2 separate regions of the Mus musculus genome follow, and region 1 is linked to region 2. A link is a contact called in public Hi-C data. All regions are on one chromosome and are shown on one strand. Each heading gives the region's core, a stretch centred on a gene start, on an enhancer-like site or on the middle of the called end of the contact. The rest is flanking DNA. Distances are from core to core; before and after follow the strand shown. Region 1 has its middle 110 kb from the start of Platr5. Region 2 holds the start of Platr5 (pluripotency associated transcript 5).

Region 1 (3,496 bases), core at 948-3,447, 110 kb before region 2:
AATATATTCTTAAGGGACAGAAGAGCAAAGAACACAAAATAGTGCTTGCTACAATGTTGCAATTATAGGATACATAAAAATACATATACTCGCTTTCCCAGATATCTACACAAATGCATGTACACACATGGCCCGATTCTAAGCCTGTAAAACTCCATGTCTGGGCATATATGCATCCAGATTGAAACAGGATGTGGAGCACATACCAATGTTCCCACAACTGTTCCAGAGTCAGTCTCACAACAGCAAGCTAAAGAAACAACTGAAGAGTCCACTAAAAGATGGTTCATACTCAGAATGGCGGAGAGACTATGCACCCACAAAAGGATCATAATCCTGGCACTGGTAACATTAAACATAGAGAATGTCAGAAAGACAAGAAAGGACAGGTACCGCTTGTGCTCACTTGTGTGCAGAATCTAAAAGGCTTGAGTTCAGTAGAACAGAGGACAGAAAGGCAGCCACCCCAGGTATGGAAGATCTTGGTCAAAAGGTGCAGAGATTCGGTGAATTGGGAAGAATCACTGATCTGCACAGCATAGTGACTGCGGTTTAAAATGACATAATGCTTATTTCGTAGCTATGAAGACAGTAGTTTTGAAAAGTCTGATTTACAAGTCAGATAAGTATGTGAGGTCATGGATGTGCTGATGGGTTCCTTGCCCTCCTCCCCAACTGTTTCCTTGCCCCCTTTCCCTCCAATCCCCTCTTCTTCCCATCTGCATCTCCTTCCATCACTCTTTCCTCTTTGTCCTCCTCTTTCTCTTTCTGCACCCCCTTCTCCATCTCCTCCCCATTGCCTTCACCGTCTTTTTTGTCTTTGCTCCCCCATTATGTCTTATCAATAGAGCCCACGATGACAGGAGGAACGGGCTGTGTGCTGCTGTCCAGCTATAGGCCCCTGAACGACTCCCCCATATGTGTGCAGAAGCAGAAGCATTTGTGTGTGCACAATGTTTGTGCAGCACATGGCTTCTCTGTGTGAGGCACACAGAGGTAAGTGTGGGTCACACCAGTGGGTACAACTATGCCATAGCTCCTTTCTCATTTCTATGACAAAATACTCTGACAAGGGTAACTTCAACAGGGAGGGGTCATTTTGACTCATGGTTCCTGAGTGACACAGTCCATCTTGGAAGGACAACATGGCAGCAAGTAGGGAATGCAGGTGGTGGCAGGAAGAGGCAGCTGGCTGATCACGCCATATATGTGCTCCGAAAGCAGAGAGTGAAGAGGAAGTAGGGATGGATAGAAAGGTCTGAGGCCTGCCTCCAGTGAGGCCCCACCTCCTAAATGCTTCCCCAAACCTCCTCAAACACTGTCCCCAGCTGGAGATCAAGTTCAAATATTTGAGCCCATGAAGGACATCCCAAATTCACACCACAACAGACCGTCCCAGCCCTTTGCCCAGAGGATTTGCACATCAAGAATAAACAATCTTTGGTGTTGTTTTATTAGTTACTGTTGTGATAGTCAGACTTGAAAGACTCAGATGCAAAGAAGATGGCAGGGAAAGCCATGTCGAGAACAGTGTTAGTTCACCAGGCACAGTGTCCTGACAGAGCCTGGATGACGTATGGATGGGATGCAGAACAGGCGTGACTCTGAGCCAGGCACTGCTCTGCTTACCCTCAGGTCCCCCCTGTGCTGAGACCTGTGGATTTGGGGACCTGGGTGAGTTGGTTTGAGGAGGCTGCCTACTCTTTACTCCTCTGGTTCTGTGTGGGGACACGGGGCTCAGGGTATATGATGACTTGCTTATAATTGCCTAGGTCCTGGTGCTTCTCCATTCTCCTCATCTTCTTGCCTTGAACAGGCTGCCCCATTTATTTTTCACACTGAAACCTAATCACGGCCAAAGCCATTTGAGGCTAAGCAGGAAGCCATTTTCTCCCTCGGAAGTTGGATTTCTAGCAGGCTGTTCTCTCAAAATGCAGCTCAGTTTTTTTTTTTTGAAGATGGATCAAAGTTCTATTAAATCATATTTATGGAGGCAGAGCCTACAGCTCCCATCAAAACTGTGGAGACACAGATGTTATACTGTGGGAGGAGACCGTCGGAGCCAGAAGATGGCCAGACAGCTGAGAAACGACATCTCCTGGGCAAGATACAGCCATGGAAACCATAGACAGCTATGGAAGCCTGTTCTGGGTCTGCATTGGCCCATGGACAGTTCAGGGAGTGGAGGAGGGGCCTAGGCCCTATTTTTCACTGCTGAACTATTTCCTAGGAATAAACTCAAAAGATTTACTGCCTTCAGTTGTGTTCTTACTGGTGATGCCATCAGGCTCCAGAGTCAGTCCCAACCCAACAGCTGCACACATGGCTCTGATAAAGCAAATGGTAAAGCACAATAAACCTCAAAGTCTTGAATGTAGGAAAGTGACAGGTAGGGAGGAGGGAGGTGGGTAGGAGCATGGCAGTGGGGTGGTACCCAGAATGAACTGTTAACATGTATGAAATCAGCAAAGAATGAACACAAAATAATAGCTGGTAGGTTTTTCTCTGCCAGTGAAATGAACCAATTCAAGCCAGATTAAAATATGTACATGCAGGTCTATTGCCATAGGGAGGGGAAAAAGAGGGGAAGGGCAAGAGAGAAAGCCCAGGCAGGGTGAGAAAGAGGAGAGAGAAGAGAAGAGAAACAAGGAGAGCACAAAATGTCTGGATTATATTGGGATGAGCCTTTTGGGGACGGGCCCCACCGCCCCTGGGCTGGAGTGTTCAGGGATGGGGGCAGGGTATGGGATTGAGGGGTGCTGGAAAACCCTGGAGGCCTGGTCTGCTTTGGTGTGTAAAATATGCACCTCAGCCCCCTGTCCCAGGCCTGAAATGTAGCAATAACAACAGGAATAAAAAACAACTTTAGGAAAGAGAGACAAAACATAAATTCCTTTCTTCTTTCTTTCTTTTTTTCTTTCTTTCTTTCTTTCTTTCTTTCTTTCTTTCTTTCTTTCTTTCTTTCTTTCTTTCTTTCTTTCTTTCTTTCTTTCTTTCTTTCTTTGAACTATGTTTATTGGATAGAATTTAATTTAGGGACAGGCTTACCTAAGACAATCCTCTAGCCATCTGTGATATTTTATGAACTGACAGGCAATGCTCTACTTAGCAGACCTCCTTAGCTATCTCAAACAGAGGGCAGTAAAGCCAGCATCAGAGTGTGTGTGTTTAGGTGTGTACACGCACACACACGTGTTGCATGTGACCTCAGGTGTCATTCTTTAGGCCGCTCAACTATTCTGAGACAAGGATCTCTCACCAACCTGGATCTTACCAGGTAGGTCAGGTGAGCTGCCTGCAAGATCCAGGGATCCTCCTCTGTCCTCTGTCCTCTGTCCTCTGTCCTCTGTCCTCTGTCCTCTGTCCTCCAAGCATCTGCCACCACAGCAGGCTTTCTTGCATCGTTTCTGAGAATCACACTCAGGTCTTCAAGGTTGCCTGGCAAGTGCTTGGTTGACAGAGCTCTCCCCTGTCCCATCGTCCTCCATCATTGTTC
Region 2 (3,579 bases), core at 488-2,987:
TTTGTGTCTGAAGCAGGGCAAGTGCGCTGGAGCCTCCAGATAATTTTTCTGTCTTTGGTAGATTTTTTTCCTGACGACAGTGACAAGTACCTCTGCCTCTGGCTTTCACACATCCTGCACAGCAAACATATCATGCGGCCAAATGGTTAGAGTGGGACCTGGCCCTGAAATCCCCACACCCCAGCTCTGCCATGTCCCCTCTCCTGAGGATAGATAAGATTGTGGAGAGTTAGTTCTGTCTTCCTTTTCTGTGCCTTGAGCACAGGTCTGTCTTCATTTCTCACTGAAGGTAGCTACTGAGAACTATCTTTATTTTGCCCACCAAAAGGCATTGAAAGCAGTGTCTGGCTCAGCAGTTAACCCTCCTGAGCCAATAGTCATCACTCCTGCTGGCCGGTAGCTCGCTTTCCAACAGCTCCTCTCTTAATTTCAAGAAAGTTGATAATTAAATGTTATGTAACTCTTTGACCATGTAAAGTTTGGGTTTTTTTTTTGTTTTGTTTTGCTTTTGTTTGTTTATTTTTTCCTGAGATATAAGTTTATCATGGGGGCGGGGGTGGGGGAGAGGGACACTGGCTCTTTGTGGTTAGTGTCAAATTACTGCCCACAGATTGGAACCACAGGAGTATTGGGGAAAGCTGATTTTAAAACAGGCAGGACTGAGAAACAGATAAGTTGCTATGATCTCCGGGCAGAAAATTAGGTTTGTAAGAAAATTTACAACTACTTCTTACAGGGGCTTAGGAAACAGGGACAAGATGAATCTCCCAAGGAGGATGGAGAGAGTGAGACTGTAGCCGACAGCAGCCACGGGGTACTGGGTTCCTGAAAAGAAAGCTGGCGATGGATGGGAAGGACAGCAAGAGAAATAAGGAGCCAAGACCAAGTTCTCTGATCAAGGTTCAACTTTAATTCTTGAGTCTGAATTTTTAAAGGGGGGGAAATCCATCCCCCTCTTTGCCAGGATCTCCTTCCTGCTTTGTCAGCATCTCGTCAGGAAAGCAAGCTCAGCTGCTCAGCAGGTGGTGGCTTCTTGCAGGAAGCTGCAGATGTGGCAGGACAATAGACTTCACCTCGGTCAGAAGACTCCATCCTAGGGGAGATAACCAACTGTGGCAGACAAGGTCTGATTCAGCCCACACAAGGCTAAGGGAGGGCACAGTTCCTCCCTTTTTATTAAGAATTAGCTGGACTGGGGCATAAGATTTACTTTTCCATGGTTCAGCCTGGGAATTATGGTGGCTGGCGGCCATGCCTGGCTTAGGACTGAGCCTAGACTCTCTCTTACCCGTCTGGGAGAAAAGAAAAACATGGCTCCATGTTTATTTCCTCTTACCTCGGATCAGCACACACACCTTTGGCTCACAGGCTTTGCTCCAGACCAATTCCCTCTTCAGCTGGGTTTGGGGGTGGCCAAGACCTCCAGCGAGAAAGACATTATCTGTCAGCCCATCATGTTGTTTAGAGTCAGGGGAGGCTGCTAGGTTACTGTCTGAATTAGGGTTTCCACTGCTGTGAACAGACACCATGACCAAGGCAACTCCTAAAAAGAACATTTAATTGGGGCTGGCTTACAGGTTCAAAGGTTCAGTCCAGTATCATCAAGGCGGAAAGCATGGCAGCTTCCAAGCAGGCATGGTGCAGGAGGAGCTGAGAGTTCTACTACACCTTCATCCAAAGGAATCCAGGAGCCGACTGGATGCCATGTGGCTAGCAGGAGGGTTTCAAAGCCCACCCTCACAGTGACTCACTTCCTCCAATAAGGCCACACCTACTGCAACAAGACCACACCTCCCAATAGCACCACTCCCTGGGTTAAGCATATTCAAACCACCACAGTGACCCTCCAGGAGAACATCAAAATAGATACTTTATAAAGAGTTTGGGGGAGAACCTCACCCTTGCCGGCCCTGAAGGATACCTGCCAGGTTCTGAGAGGAATAGTCAAGTCACACAATTCACCTGGAAATAGAGTCTCTGGTGAGTTAGAGCCCAGCAGATGAACTGAAGGTGGAATTCTAGTCTGGCAAATCTGCAGGGCCGTGGGGGAAGGCATCAAGGTGTGCATTCTGCACAAGGCCTGGGATACTGATTAAGTCCCTAGAGCATCTCTGTGTGAATGAACGTTCCTGCCCAGCTTGCCAAGGCACGGCTGCTCATGCTGTCTGAGCTTAGGTTCTCTGTTGGGTATGTGTTTGTGTTGGGTTCTTGAGTAGCTATGGAAAGTGGGATGTGATTTTCTTCTTTAATAAACAATTTAAAAACAATTTCCAATTGTTTGTTTGGTTGGTTGGTTGGGTTTTTGTTGAGACAGAATCTCTTTATTATGTAGCTCTGGCTACCCCAGAACTCACTCTGTAGACCAGGATGGCCTCAAACTCACTTAGATGCCCTTACATCTGCCTCCCAAGTGCTGGCATTAAAGGTGTGTACTAACACACCTGACTAAATATTTCCAAGTGTAATTAAGGACATAATTTACTTTCTGATCCCCACTTGTTTTGCAAGGACTGTCTCTGCTCACCCACTTCCCCACTCACACACACACACACACACACACACACACACACACACACACACACACACACAGCTATATGATATCCATTTAAGGTCAGAGAATCAGCCCTGGATGTCATTTCTCAAGCACCATTCATCACACTTGTGAGACAGGGTCTCTTACTGGCCTGGAACCCACCAGGTGTTAGGCTTGCTGGCCAAGGAGGGTCCAGGATCAGCTTGTCTCTGCCTCTACAGTGTTAGGATTGCAAGCACAGGCCCCCACCCTGGCTTTTGCGTGAGCTCTAGGGCTGAAGACCAAGAAAACTTCTTTACCCCTAAGCCCTCTCCCCAGCACCCCCTAATTTCTGAAGGCTGATCCATCCTGGGCAAGTTTGGCCTTGCTGGGGTGTGTCTTGTGAAAATGAAGAAGCACCCAGGAGAAGCAGTTGGGAGCATCCTCACCGAATCTGTTGGTTTTTATTGCTCCCAGAAGTCTGACATCTTGTTATTGGTAAAACTCTCGAGATGGAAAAGTTATGGTTGCTATTAACAGCCATGAGCCATGACTGCAAGAGAGAGAGAGAGAGAGAGAGAGAGAGAGAGATTTCTCAGATGATTGTGGCTGTTCTTAGCCAGCTTAAGTTAAAGCAGAATTAAGAAATAAAACACTAAACCGGTATAATTCCTAAATGCTTACCCTTATACCCACGGATAAGTTCTCACCCCTCCTCATCCAAGAAGCCTCTCTTGGCAGCAGACAGAGACCATTGCATAAAGTCACAACTAGTCAAAATGCAGAGAACAACTAATCCATTGTGGGTAACCCCGAGCCGATGGCTACATCTACAGCATAACTCCTGTGCCTGCGGAACATTGTAGAAGAGGGGGCAGAAAGATTGTTAAGAACCAGAGGGCTAAGAATTCTGCAGGGGGGGGGATGACGACGACGACGATTATGTCTCCTAGAACTGATAGGGAAGCTTCACGCATGATACCTCAATAGTATGGCTGCCTAAACAAGACGTGAATAAGTATAGTGCCAACAGCCATACCAGCATAGAAAGGGGGCATGTTACAGGG

The links. Hi-C and Micro-C count contacts between places; a contact is called where the count stands out from the background.
Region 1: a contact with region 2 is called in a Hi-C map of uterus, with 5 times the contacts expected there. The contact joins the enhancer-like site here to the promoter of Platr5 in region 2. A contact is called at or near these places in 1 of 15 datasets of contacts at CTCF or cohesin (embryonic stem cells), 12 of 484 Hi-C or Micro-C datasets (the HL-1 cell line, the Patski cell line, embryonic fibroblasts and 4 more) and 2 of 115 datasets of contacts at active chromatin or transcription factors (extraembryonic endoderm stem cells and fibro-adipogenic progenitors).

The regions. Positions count from the first base shown.
Region 1 is chr1:88,865,977-88,869,472 of GRCm38.p6, reverse strand. No RefSeq gene overlaps it. Among named protein-coding and RNA genes, the nearest start is that of Platr5, 110 kb to the right of the region's middle. Within about 2 kb of position 2,197, at least 5 of the 459 cell types and tissues checked have an H3K27ac peak or open chromatin away from gene starts, as enhancers often do. A contact at or near this core is called in uterus, where this site is marked.
Region 2 is chr1:88,753,048-88,756,626 of GRCm38.p6, reverse strand. Platr5 (pluripotency associated transcript 5) reads right to left here and starts at 1,737. Exons shown (of 3, transcript NR_040493.1): 1 at 1,669-1,737; 2 at 1,337-1,543; 3 at 894-1,093.